Linked DNA regions of Sus scrofa: all the other regions are linked to region 3. A link is a contact called in public Hi-C and promoter capture Hi-C data. All regions are on one chromosome and are shown on one strand. The core of a region is the stretch at or near the end of the contact, and the rest is flanking DNA. Distances in the headings are between cores, read along the strand shown. Region 1 overlaps ZNF664 (zinc finger protein 664). Region 2 holds the start of CCDC92 (coiled-coil domain-containing protein 92). Region 3 holds the start of DNAH10 (dynein heavy chain 10, axonemal).

Region 1 (4,361 bases), core at 733-3,232, 210 kb before region 3:
AAACACCAGGAGGGAGGAACTCTGTGTTGCTCACTTTTATATTCTGGGGAGGTATTCAATTAATATTCGTTCAAAGCAACCACAGAGTACTTTATGATACCCCTCTCTCCTGCAGGCATGCCCTGCTTCATCCTGGCACAGCGAATAAAGGGACATTGTTCAGTGCCTTATTACCAGACTTTTGATAACCAACATGGAGTAAAATACACACCAAATAGGAGAGGAAATACAAGAACATCCCAAATATTCAATCTGAAACCTTTTGAGGTTTAGGATGTCTTAGTCATATTTTCATGTCCTGTATTTTATACTTAATAAGTGATGCTTCAATTAATGAAATCAACAGATCTTTAAAAAAATCACTCTCAATTATATGTTCCATACAAAGGCAGGGTACATGAGAGACTAAAGAGATTTCTTTTAACATTAAAAGTGCAAAATAATTGGGATGGACATGCTATAAAATTTGGTTGTGATGACTGTTGTACACCTTTAAACGTAATAAAATTCATTAAGTAATAAAAAATAAAAATAAAATTGCAAAATAAGTTGGACTGTTTCTAGGTGGAAGTGTTAGGAAAACGAAATTCAACTAGATAAGCAAAATTTCAGCTATATATATATCTATATATATATAGAGAGAGAGTGTGCCAATGTCTGAAAAATTACATATCCTTTGACCTAGTAATCACACTTCTAGAGATCTATCCCAGGGGTGTACTGACAAAAATAGGAAATGACTGATGCCCTAGTTTATTCAGTGAGGCAGTACTTGTCAGAGCATATCTGCAGGCAACCCAAGGCCCACTGGGGACTGGCTAAATCACCTATGAGACTTCCTTACAATGAAACACTGCTTGGCCGCTTTAAAAAGGAATGAGGAAGAGCATTATGTACCAACGTAGAACGAACCCAGGTAATACTGTTCAGTGGAAAAAAAAAAAAAAAAAAGCATGGAATCAAATAATATTTAAAATATGCTATCTTTTGTGTAAAAAAGGAGAATATGAATTATTTACATATTTCTTTACATGAGTATAAAAGTAAACATGGAGAAGGATAATACAAAATGAATTTTTATTGAAATATAGTTAATTAACAATGTTAGTTTCAAATATACAGTGATTCATATACACATATATAATCCTTTTCAGACTCTTCCATTACAGTTATTGCAAGACACTGAGTAGAGTTCCCTGTGCTATACAGTAGGTCCTTGTTGTTTACTTATTTTATATACAGTAGTGTGTACATGTTATCCCAAACTCCTAATTTATCTCTCCCCTCTCCCATCCGTTATCCCTTTTGATAACAAGTTTTCTATGTCTGGGAGTCTATTTCTATTTAACACAGAAGGAATTTAAAGGGCTATCTACAGGGGAAGAAGTAGAAAAGGATGAAGTAAGATTTCTCTAAATGTAACTTGTTACACAGTTTTGACTTTGGAAAATAGAAATGTTTATATTTTCAAAAAATAAATAAAAAGAAAAACAATCCCTAGATTTTTAGAACAAAATGAAGAAAATGAACTTTAAGTTTCAACTTGGTGACATATCCACAAATTTTTTTTGAGTACAGCAGACTGACTATACACACTTAGAGGGGCATTCTGTTGAAAAATGGAGCCGCAAAGAAGTCAAATCTCTTTCAATAGTTTAGCTCAGTTATAAAAATGTTCGTGTTTTTATAAAGTAGGATAATATAAATAAGTTATTATGTGAATGCTGTTAGGAGCCAAGATTCAAGGTAAAAGAAATGAGATACAAATATAATATCAAAATTAAGAGGGAAATTCTATAACATAAAAATCTGATAGAGAAGTATCAGTTTGAATTCATACCTTTTTTTTTTTTTTTTTTTTAACCTCTGTCCACCAGAAAGTCCTGGAAGCAATGACAACCAACAGCAATGGTCCCTTCCCTCATATTTCCTTTACCACCAAATGGCACAGGGATCCTTGCCGAAAGGCTGGCTTCAAGGCCAGAGCAGTGCTTTATAAAATGAGCCTGGGACATCTTGTTATGCCAGAATGCAAGGGAGTCAAGCCAAGAGAACACAGATGCCAATTTATGAAGAGACTCCCATCGGCCAAAAATGGGACAGCTAAATATCAGAAGGAACAATGAATGCAATCCATTGAAACACACTAAATATACAAACCCCCATGAGTTCACAATGATTCAAGGGGTGGGCAGGAGCTGAGAGAAAGAGAGGGACAGAGGCAGAGAGACTCAAGGCACCAGACTAAACCAACCAGACACCAACTTCACCTCTTCTGAAACTCAGCAACTAAGAGGAAAGAACTGAGCATCCACCCTGTCCTTCCTGTGAGTCAGCTTTCTGGATAACACAACAATCCAGCAGTAAATGTGCAGCCTTAACAACATGCCCGCTTCAGACCACGGTAAGAAATGGGTGCAGTTTCAGAAGAAAGGCTGATCAACTTTTTCACATGTTCAGGATCAGGCTGTCAACCCCTGAGCCCACTGACCAATGTTAGCATAACTCCAAGAAGAACAACCAGCCCTTGCGCCTCCTGAAGCAATGCAACAGGAAGCACACAGCATCACCTGAAATGTTCTTGCCAAACACACCTCTAGGACTCATTTTTATTCAAAAGAACTAGGAGGGAGAAAGGAACTACCAGGACACAAGCAGAACAGTATCAAAATGTAGCCAGGCCACAGGACAACTGCCCATTTCTACAACAAGTAAATGGTATACAGTGAGGGAGGGGCAGCTCTAGATTAGAGACCTGAGACATAACAATCACATGTAACTTGAGGACCTACCTTCTTTGGAATCTGATTCAATAAGCCAGCTGCTAACAGGGACAACCAGAGAAATATGATTAGGGACTAGGTTTCAGATTGCACAAAGAATACTCTTCACTGTATCAGGTGCACTAATGCCTTTGCAGTTATGTTAAGCAAACGTCTGTATTTTTAGGGATGTATACTTAAGTCTGTAAGAATGAAATGACATGATGTCTAAGATGTGTCTAAAAATGCTTTGGCCAAAATTACAAGTACAGATAAAGCAAATGTGGGAGAACTATTCCATCTAGGTCATGGATAAATGATGAATAAAATAGTCTTATCTTCTTTTACATATGTCATTTTTCAGGAAAACAAAACTGGTTAATGCTGGGAAGACATTCCTTTTCTACTCCTTTTGCAAAAACAGACAGATCCCAGAACCAGGCGCACCGCATAGAGGTGGAACAACTAAACAGACACAATCCTGCAATGGCTATGACTTCCCCCCAATCAATCCTGAGCACGTGATGATGTGTATACCTCAGATGTCACTGGAGAACTGAGAGAAGGGGACAGTGACATTCAGAGGACAAGGGGAGCAGTGCTTATTGGGCTGGGAGAACAGAGCTGTTGCCCTTTGAGGACTGATCAGGCCATGCACTCCCAATTCTACACACAGATTCAACTCCATGTAATCAGGAGGTAATGGTCTGAAGCACCACATCTGCTGCAGTGGCCTTGATTTTCCTCGCAGGCAGATATGTTTGCAGGGAGAGGAGCTCACTCTCATCATACCTGCAGGCAGCCATGGTCAGGAGGAAGTTAGAGAGTGGAGATAGAAATTTTCTCTCCAAACTTCAGCCTGAATCTGTTGTAGAACTTGATGATAACAGTCCCTTACCCTGGGAAGGAGCTCACGACGCTGTGCTGGGGAGGGAAGACTGAAGGTGAATTTTAAAGTAGGATTATTTAAACATACTTCTGTCTATGCCTTTTATATACTACTCTCTTTTACACAGTCCCTCTCCTAAACAAGACCCAGTCTCCAGAAGGCAGGTGTTGGAGAACAGGGGAGTGGGTCAGCCAACACTGAGAGTCATCGTCCTCTGGGGCCCTGTTGCTGGGCCAATGGGAGGTGTCACTGTGGGCTCCCAGAGGAAAGCCCACCACCCAACACAGAGGCACAGGTCAGCAAACAGCGACCAGCGGATGCTCCAGAAAGCTGACTCAGATCTGGACTGCGCTCCGTACAGGCTGGCCATGAAATCAGGACTTGTCACCCTGACTCAGCAGGAGAGAAATCAGTTACACTTGTTAAGGAGCTGGCAGCCAGAAGCCTCACCCTCAGACTCTGCACAAATGCATCAGGCTGGCTGCCGTTGCATGCTGAGCTGCAGGTTCTTCTACAGTATCATGGCTCCTATAAAGCATTAAGTATAAATAATCCCACTCTACAGTAGCAGACTCTTTAATACATCACTTAATCTATGTCCGCAGAGATCAAACTAACTTCCTATTCAAAACCAGGTATGTCAGAACACATGGTTTACAGTTCTGTCCTGCACATTTTCTAGGAAAGACAAAAATGAAAAAACAAAACAA
Region 2 (4,090 bases), core at 789-3,288, 180 kb before region 3:
TGGGAGAAGGGTGGAGGCTCCCACATGGATATTTCTTAACCAAAGAGAACTTTCATCATAAACACTTAGTCTCTGTAATTAGCATAGGTCTGTGCTCCCTTCACTAAAATTTCATTTCAGCAGAGAACAATAACCAAAAAGATGTTTTAAATATAAAATTAAAACATAAATTGCCACTGGCCCAGGAAATGGATAGATAAACTATCATATACTCAAACTATGGAACATGATGCAGCAGTTCTGAAAAATAAGTGAATGCATTATATGCTAAAATGGAAAGATAAGAGTACACCAGTACTTATTAAAACAAAGATAATACAAGTACACACTCAGGTAAAAACGCTTTAAAAGATCTAAAATGATCTAAACAAATATGTAATAGTTATCTCTGGAAATAGAGGTTGGTAGTCAAAGATTTAAGCCATCTCTGTGATGACTTTTACAAAGACTTTTTACTTTGCTAATTTAAAACAAACTTTTTAAAATTTAAATTAACCTATGGGTTGAACAAGGTCATTTTCCTATTCTAAAAAGCTGTGCATCTATAGAGCAAGTAAGGGGCCCCTCTAAAAACAAACAAACAAAAAAGACAAAATATATAAACAAAAAGTTTGATCCTTGTAAAACAATAAACTCTCCCACAAAACATTCCTTTAAAAAAGCAAAAGCTTAGAATTAAAAAAAAAAAAATCTACTCTCCTTTGTTGCAATAAGACAACTAATAAACTACCAACTAGAGAGTACAGAACAGGCTCCTCCTAGAGAGATTTAGCTGTTAAGAGTTCGGCAAAGAAGGTTTCACAAAGGAGCTGAGTTTTGAGGGAAATGAGAGGTGACTTGGCAGAGAGATGCGGGAAGATTAGGCCAGATGGGGAAATGTCTGGGAGGTGGATATACTGAGTTAATCAGAAGCAGGGCACAGGAAGAAAACTGGAGTAAAGTCCTGAAAGAGAGAAGGATTCCTTTGGATGTGGGAGGTGAGAGGGATCTCAACTGCGCTGCCATCCAGTTTACCTGGGTGAGAATCCGGCCCTCGTTATGGTCAAACAATGGAGGCGTCCAGCGGCAGCAGCGTTGTGCGCTGGGTGCGCGAAGGGTTCCTCATCACCTGAGTAGGATGCTCGCCTGGCTCTGCTGGGACGCGAGGCGCTCTAAAAAAAAACAAAAAACAAAAACAAAAAACCACACATACACACACACAACATCACACCATGCAGCGAGGCTTCGCCGCCGCACAGCCCGGCTCCCAGATCCCACGGCGCGGCCATTACCGTCTCTCCGGGGACCCGCCTGGAAAGGCTCCAAGGCGCGGCTTCAAGGGTTTCTAAAGCTGTTTTGCTCCCCCTTCCCTCGGCTCCAACAACAATGGAGCTCGGCTCGGGAGTCCGGTTCCCGCGGGGCCTCCGCCCGGCCTCGCCCCTGCCGCTGCCCATCCGTCCCCGCGCGCCCGGCCGCCATCTGTGACCCCCTCTCCCCGCTCTCAGGCGCTGCGGGCCGAAGCCGGCTCGCCGAGGCCCGAGGCCAGACTGCTCTCCCTGGCGTCGGCCCGGTGGCCGCCAAGCCGCCCGGCTGCGCGGAGCTGCTCTGACCTTTCCCGATGCCCGGGGACCGGCTCCAGCTCCAGGCCCATCCTAAGTGATGGGTTGTTTTTCTTTTCTTTAATCCACTCATCCTCCTTCCGACCCCGAGCCCGTCCCCCGGCCCCCCCGCCCCCGCAGTTATCCAGAAAAGAAATAAAGAGACTACAGCCCGGCCACCCGAGAACTCACTCCAAGTGAGGGGTTGAAGCGCCCCAGGCCGCGGACTCCGCGCACCCACCCTCCCTCTCCTCAAGGGACACCTCACAGGTGCGCCTCCGAGCCGCGCGCGCGCGCTCCGCACACCCAGACGCCTCCGGGGGACAGCGCGCGTGCGCACGCACGAGGCCGGCGAGCCCCGGGGGAGCGGGGGCCGCACGCATGCGCGTCGCCTGGCCCTCGCCCCTTCCCTCCGCCTTTGCCCCCGCCCCCGTCGGCCGCCCGCGCGCGCCCTCCCCCCAAGCCCAGGCAGGTCCAGGGTACCCCCACACACACCCCACAGCCCAGAGCGCGCACGCTCCCGCTCGCCCGCCTAGCTCCTCCTTCCCCCCGCCCTACCAGGGCCCCGCGTTACCCTGGGCAACCGCAGTGCAGCCGCACCTGAGCTGTGCGCCTGCGTCCCACCCGCCAGACCCTCCCTTCCCCTCAGTCGGTACCCCAGCCCCGCACAGTTTCGGGAGGGGGGCGTCGCCCCCTCCTAGCAAAGTGAGTATCGATCGGTTTCCCCCGCCCCTCCCGCAGACACAGACCCGCAGTCTCCCCGGCGCCTCGGCAGCCCGCCTGGTCAGCGCGGCCAGGCCTCGCCGCCCGGGCCCCCGCTCCCAGCTTGCACCGCGGCGAGCGCTCGGGTGGGAGCCGGCGAGATGCGCTCGGCGGGCGGTGCCCACTGACCTCCCTCGGCGGCCCGGCCGGGGCAGGGCTGGAGCCGGGAGCCAGCCCCGCCCGCCGCCCCGCCCATGGGCTACCGGCCCCCGCTGCCGCCCGCCGGGAGGACCGAGCCGAGGCGGGGAGCTGCCTGAAGGACCAAGCCTGCCGCGCCCGCAGGTGAGGCGGGGCCCGAGGTGTGACCGAGTCCATCCCCGCTCACCTGGCGGTACCTGCCAGGAGGCTCTCTGGGCGCCAGCGGGGGCCGGAGGCACCTGTCGGGGCAAGAACTCATTTAGATAATATTTAAAGTCCTCACTGCAGGGGGAGGGCTGCTCCCATCCCACCCCCACCGCTCAGAGGGTAGGGAAGGGTGTCCCTTTGAGGAGACATCGCCGGAAGAGGAGAACGAAGAGGTTGAAAGAAGGACAAAAGTGAGGCGCAAGGACCCCCTCGCTGGCTACCTGCAGGGTCTTCCAGTCCATTATGGGGCGGGCTATGCCCTTGCTCGGGCTTCAGTCCAGGCTGCGGTCCCTCCCTACGGCGCACCCAAGCCAATCCGAAGGGGGAGAAGAGAGCAGCCTAGGGGCCGTTCCTGCCAGTCCCGGGGTGGGATTGTAGGATGAGGGATCCGCATTGCAGGTGCACCAGGAGCGCCCAAGGGCCTGGCCCTGCTTTGTCTGGGATGCTGTGGGGAGGAGGCCGTCGGAATCCACATCGCCTTTTTAAAGCGTTTTTACCACCCAGTGGATGTTAGAGACTCTCCCAGATAAGTTGCATTGTCTCCTGTCCTGATAACCCTTTACGTAAGTACTCTACCTTTACAGCCCTTTCCTGACGCTTTGATGTAGGTTTTAGTTTACCCTAAATAACGATTTGCTTGTGATTCATGACACTGAGTATAATGCAAATATGCAACAGAGCTCCAGGCTGGGCTACTGGGCTGCCGTCCGCTACAGCGAGTTACTCTAGTTCATTTAACACGTTTTCATGTTGACCTGTATTAACTTCAAGCTTTGGTATTCAGTGTGATCTATTCCAATGATGAAGTGGCCTAAGAGGAGGTATGATCGCGCTCTGTAATTTAGGTGCAGCAATCAGTCTTACAACAAAATACAAGCTGCCAGACTGTAGTATGGTAATATAGTACGCATTTCCAGAAACCTACCTGTAAGAGTGTTAAAGCTAGAATTGCTGTTTTAAGACTTTTAAGTTTGATACTTATTTGAGGAGTATTGTTATTGTTTTATTAAATGATTTTTTTGTTTTGCACAGTCAAGATTGCCCTGCATTTTCTTGCCATTGAATTGTAATGGAGAAAAATGCTAACCTTTAAAGTGACCTTTTTTTTTTTTAAATCTCCAAAGATGTTTTGAACTTATGTATTTCTTCTAGCTAAACGTTCACCTTATGTGAAATATTTATGGAATAAGGATTTAAGGCTTGTGAGATGTAGATTTATCTATGTGTGTTTACATATATGTACACACTACTGGAAAATCTTAAAATAGCTTTTATTATTCCTCTGCATCATGTCATAATTACTCAGTAAATTTAGTTTGGGTATATGTAAAATCTAAAGTACTGGACAATAGTTTTTGTGTATCAGGTTTTTACTGTAGCACCATGTAAATATATCAGTCTAATCA
Region 3 (4,221 bases), core at 1,015-3,514:
GTCTCTATTATAAAGTAATATTCAGGTCCAAAGGTCTGCCACGGAAGGGAAGGGGGGATAATAAATTAGATTCCAAACGTTATGAGGGTCATCTCTTTGGGTGTCACTTGCAACTTACTATTGTTTATTTGTGGGTTTGGATTTTTCTACCATGAATAGTGTATTATCTTTTGCAAAGAACATATAACTAAAATAAATGCATATGCCTAATACCTTTTTTTCTCTCTTTTGGCCACCCCACAGCATATGGAGTTCCCAGGCCAGGGATCATATCTGAGCCACAGTTGCAACCTATGCCGCAGCTGTGGCAATGCTGGAACCTTAACCCACTGTGCTGGGCTGGGGATCGAACCTGCATCCCAGTGCTACAGAGACCTAGCCAATCCCGTTGCGCCACAGCAGGAACTCCGACTACTACCCTTTTAGGAGGAAAAAAAAAAGGTTCTGCCTGGCAAACCATTCCATCCTGTGAAAGGCCCTTTGGGAGATCCAGAAGTTTTGTGAAGATGTGAGACTAGCACAGGAGGCTGACACTCATGCGACACACAACACAAACCCCGTCTGTCCATGACAACAGCTCTGATGCTGGTGCTCCTGCTAGAGGAGAACTTATGTGTTTCTCAGTCTCTTTCTCTGACAGGCACCTGAGTGTCTCCTTCACTCTGTCCTATCTTCCCCGTCCCCTACACACAAACACCCCATCTCCACAGGCCCTCTTTGTGTCCCTGGGCTGGACCAGCCATCTCCACAGAGGGTTCTGGGTGACCAGTCACTGTCATTATTTTTATTTGAAATGCTAAATGGTTCAATTGCTAAACATGTACATTGTCTAAAATTTTTTAAAAACCTTGTTCTGTCATTATTCTATAACAGCATGTGGGGAGCCCAGGAAGATGTGAAGGGTGCTCCTCTCCACCTCCAGAGACCCTGCCACCATCAGGGAGGGTGAGGATGCAGTGTCCCTCCCAGCCCCAGGGCCATTTCTCTATCCATCTATTGTATGTCATTGCACAGTGACTTCTATTCTTCTGAGTCTTTACTGACTCTGTGACCCATGCGGGTGAGTTTCTTAACCCTCTCTGTGCCACAACTTGCTCATCTGTAAAAGAGGGGTAATAATACACCCACCTCATGGGATTAATAGTTGATATAAGCTTTTGGAACTTTACCTGGTACAGAGTAAGCGATAAATGACTGTTTGCTGTGATTATTCATTCAAAGTCTGACTTTCCAAGTGGACTGTGAGCGCCTGCCCAGTCCGCCCAGTGCCTGGACTACGCCTGCACAGTGGGCGACCATAAACATTTGCCGACTGCACTAGAGGCCAAGAGCAGCGGGTGGGCTGGGGGTCTGCACTCCTCGCGGGCATGGGGAGGGAACCGGGCAGGTGGGGAGCCGCGGGAGGGCGGCCGCAGGGCTCACCGATCGCCACCTCCACCTCCACCTCCACCTCCTCGGGCACCACCTTGCGGTAGAAGAAGAGAGTCGAAGCGCCCTCCTCGTCGCTGCTCTGGTTGAGGAAGTGCAGGATAAGGTCCTCAACCTCGCCGTCGTTGCGGTTCAGCAGCTCCTCGAAGAGCTGGGGGTCTCTGATGCCGAAAGCGGTGTACAAGCGGTCGCGCATCCACAGCACCCTCAGGTCGTCCATGGCACCTCAGGGCCCGAAGCGCTTGGGCCTGGGAGCCGAGCGCCCGGCGGGCGTCCGTAGTAACGGCGCCCCTGGCAACGGGCGCCCAGGCAACGGCCGCCGCGGGCGCGTGGTCACACATTCCCGGGGCCACACGGTGCTCAGGCCCGCCTGCACCTGGATCCCCGCGCTCGCAGAGGCGCGAACCGAGACACTGGATTGCGGCGCGGAGCCCCCTGGGGAAGGAACGGGAGCCCCCGCACTCGCGCAGAGGGGCGCCAGCGGCTCTTTCCCGGTTGGGCGCCCTCTTCCTCCTGGGAGGACCGAGGTGAGCAGGGTGGCCGCACGCAAGCCCCTGGGGCAGAAAGACGTTTTGAGCTTGTGTCAGACACCTTGACCAAGGGAGGTGGACTAAAGGCCTCGCGGAGCGACAGGAGCCTCGGAAGCGCTGGATGAGCAAGGCCTCCAGTGATTGTCACCGCCACCCTGTCTGGGGCTTCCTGCCCATTTTGTAAATATAGAAACAGAGGCGTGAGAAGTGACAAGGTCACCGCAAAGTTGGATTCAAGGCAGAACAATAGTCTAAGGTCTCCGTTTCGAAGGGTGTTAGAAGAGCAAATGCACAGCCAAGAGTTCCATGAAGGGTCAAGTTCCTTCTGGTGTGCCAAGATCAGGGAAGCGGGAGTCCCCAAAAGGGACACTGGCTACAGGATCAGAGAAGAATGAGCCCAGGGCTTAGGCTTTCTAGCCGAGCTACAGCATAATAAAGCAAAACACCCACGTTTCAAAAATAGAAATATGTTTATTTTTCAATAAAAGGAAGTTCAATACTGATAGGAAGATGTAAATTTGTCTTTTCATGCACTTGTGGATCTTTAACTTGTTCACTGTCATCTCCCCTCACAGTTAAGTCCCTAGTTTATTAGGCTGACCTTAAGAACCTAGCCTTCTCATTGGAATTTCCTATCAAGGAACAAGTGGAATGTTCTAAGTATTAAAATTCTAAACCAGAGTTCAGCTTCAATGGTCTGTCTGGCTGTTGGAAAATTATTACTCCAAACTGTCTTATTTTCACCATCTTGAATTAAGATTTCTTAATAACCTTGCTGGAGATACACCAGATGGCATGCAAGCAAACCTGGCTTCAGATTTTTAATAAAGAAATTTGTTTTAAAATGCAGACTGCAGAACAGTTGTAGAAGTTATTTTTTGTTTCTGTTTTCCAAAATGGATCAGGCCCTAAAATGTCTGAATACTGAATTCATAAACAGAAGTGTTAACCTCTGCTGTAAACATCCTACCCTTTATTAAACTAGTGCAGAATGAAAACTGAGTTCAGAATGCTGTTATAAAATACCCATTTCAGAAACGAGGACAGAGTGGCATTCAGTGCAAGATGAGGCTCTACAAAGTCCTGGCCACAATGAATGGCCAAGTCCACAGGCTCAGTGTAACCCCCACTGAACCCACCGAACCCCCAATGCACTTCTTTCTTAAATGATTTCACCCTTGCAGGATGATCAAACTCTACTTTGCTGCAGAAATCCCTTGGATTTTTATTTTAGGATGAACACCTGGATGTAAACTGGAAAATGTGGCAATCCCTACATTTTATGTTAGGAAAATAAACAAGTATCTAGCATCCCCCAGATGAGTGACCCATTTTTCCTCTGGACATTTGCTATCAAGGGAATGAAGTGATATCTTAAAAACTTGTATACATAATAGTTCTTCCAAAGGGCTTACAAATAAAACTGAGTAATTGCTCTAGTAACATGACATTGGAATCAGTATCTTTATAAAGAAATGAAATTTACCATTGTGTCTAAAAGACACCATCACACTATAATTCTAGCGAGTTCTTTAACAAAATTCAGGACTAATAATTCATCTTTTATATATCATTACATTCTACACAACTACTACACAGGTTTCAATTGAAAAATGACTCTTCACTCTGTTCTATACCCTGATAAAGGTATTAACTGACATTAAAAAGTAGCCCCCATGACAATTACCAGTGGGGAGCAGTAAAGAATTCTAGCGGATACTGTGTGTCCCTTGTGTACTCATCAGTTAACAGTGCCCTGAAATCATGGGGGGGGGGAGGGTCCTAGGGATGAATCAGTTACCATTTAATTACAACAGATCCTTGGAGTAAAGTCATAAAAATAAGAACTTGTGAAGGACAAGTTTGAAACCCGGAAGGCATTATTCAGATTTCGTGTTCACCCAACAAAAGTGTCCAACCTTACACCTTCCTGGGGAACCTTCACTTTGAAAGCAGAACCATGTTCAAGAGTTTCATCAGTATGGTTTTTTGTTTGATATTTTAATGAGAAGCAACATCTCAGCATAGAATCTTTACTCCAATTAAAAAGGTTTCACGTTAGAATCACAGTTATGTCATGATGGTCAATTCATGCCTCTCAGCAAACAGGCTTTGAAGTTACCTGAAAAGATACGCTTAAATTCAGGGCTACTATGATCTGAGCTTGTAAGGAAAACTCCAAACTCTCTACCACCAGCCAGGGTGAAGGGTTAGGGAGACAAGTGGGCCTTTTCATGTGTGTTACTCAAAATGTTAAGAAAGT

The links. Promoter capture Hi-C pulls out the DNA fragments that hold promoters and counts their contacts. A called contact is a pair of places that touch in the nucleus more often than the background predicts.
Region 1: a Hi-C map of skeletal muscle shows a contact between it and region 3, with 6 times the contacts expected there. The contact joins the enhancer-like site here to the promoter of DNAH10 in region 3. A contact is called at or near these places in 1 of 5 promoter capture datasets (liver) and 14 of 47 Hi-C or Micro-C datasets (embryonic fibroblasts, fetal heart ventricle, heart right ventricle and 6 more).
Region 2: a promoter capture Hi-C map of fetal skeletal muscle shows a contact between it and region 3, with 4 times the contacts expected there. The contact joins the promoter of CCDC92 here to the promoter of DNAH10 in region 3. A contact is called at or near these places in 2 of 5 promoter capture datasets (fetal skeletal muscle and liver) and 2 of 47 Hi-C or Micro-C datasets (embryonic fibroblasts and fetal skeletal muscle).

What each region holds. Positions count from the first base shown.
Region 1 is chr14:29,036,234-29,040,594 of Sscrofa11.1, forward strand. The region is part of intron 2 of ZNF664 (zinc finger protein 664); the gene reads right to left. Among named protein-coding and RNA genes, the nearest start is that of CCDC92, 30 kb to the right of the region's middle. Within about 2 kb of position 1,983, at least 7 of the 83 cell types and tissues checked have an H3K27ac peak or open chromatin away from gene starts, as enhancers often do. A contact at or near this core is called in omental adipose tissue and skeletal muscle, where this site is marked.
Region 2 is chr14:29,066,466-29,070,555 of Sscrofa11.1, forward strand. It overlaps CCDC92 (coiled-coil domain-containing protein 92), which reads left to right and starts at 2,039. Exons shown (of 4, transcript XM_021072235.1): 1 at 2,039-2,282. It overlaps ZNF664 (zinc finger protein 664), which reads right to left and starts at 2,457. Exons shown (of 4, transcript XM_021072245.1): 1 at 2,327-2,457; 2 at 1,015-1,151.
Region 3 is chr14:29,247,991-29,252,211 of Sscrofa11.1, forward strand. DNAH10 (dynein heavy chain 10, axonemal) reads right to left here and starts at 2,265. Exons shown (of 78, transcript XM_021072222.1): 1 at 1,423-2,265. The coding sequence starts at 1,648. ATP6V0A2 (V-type proton ATPase 116 kDa subunit a) reads right to left here. Exons shown (of 19, transcript XM_021072229.1): 19 at 2,410-4,221.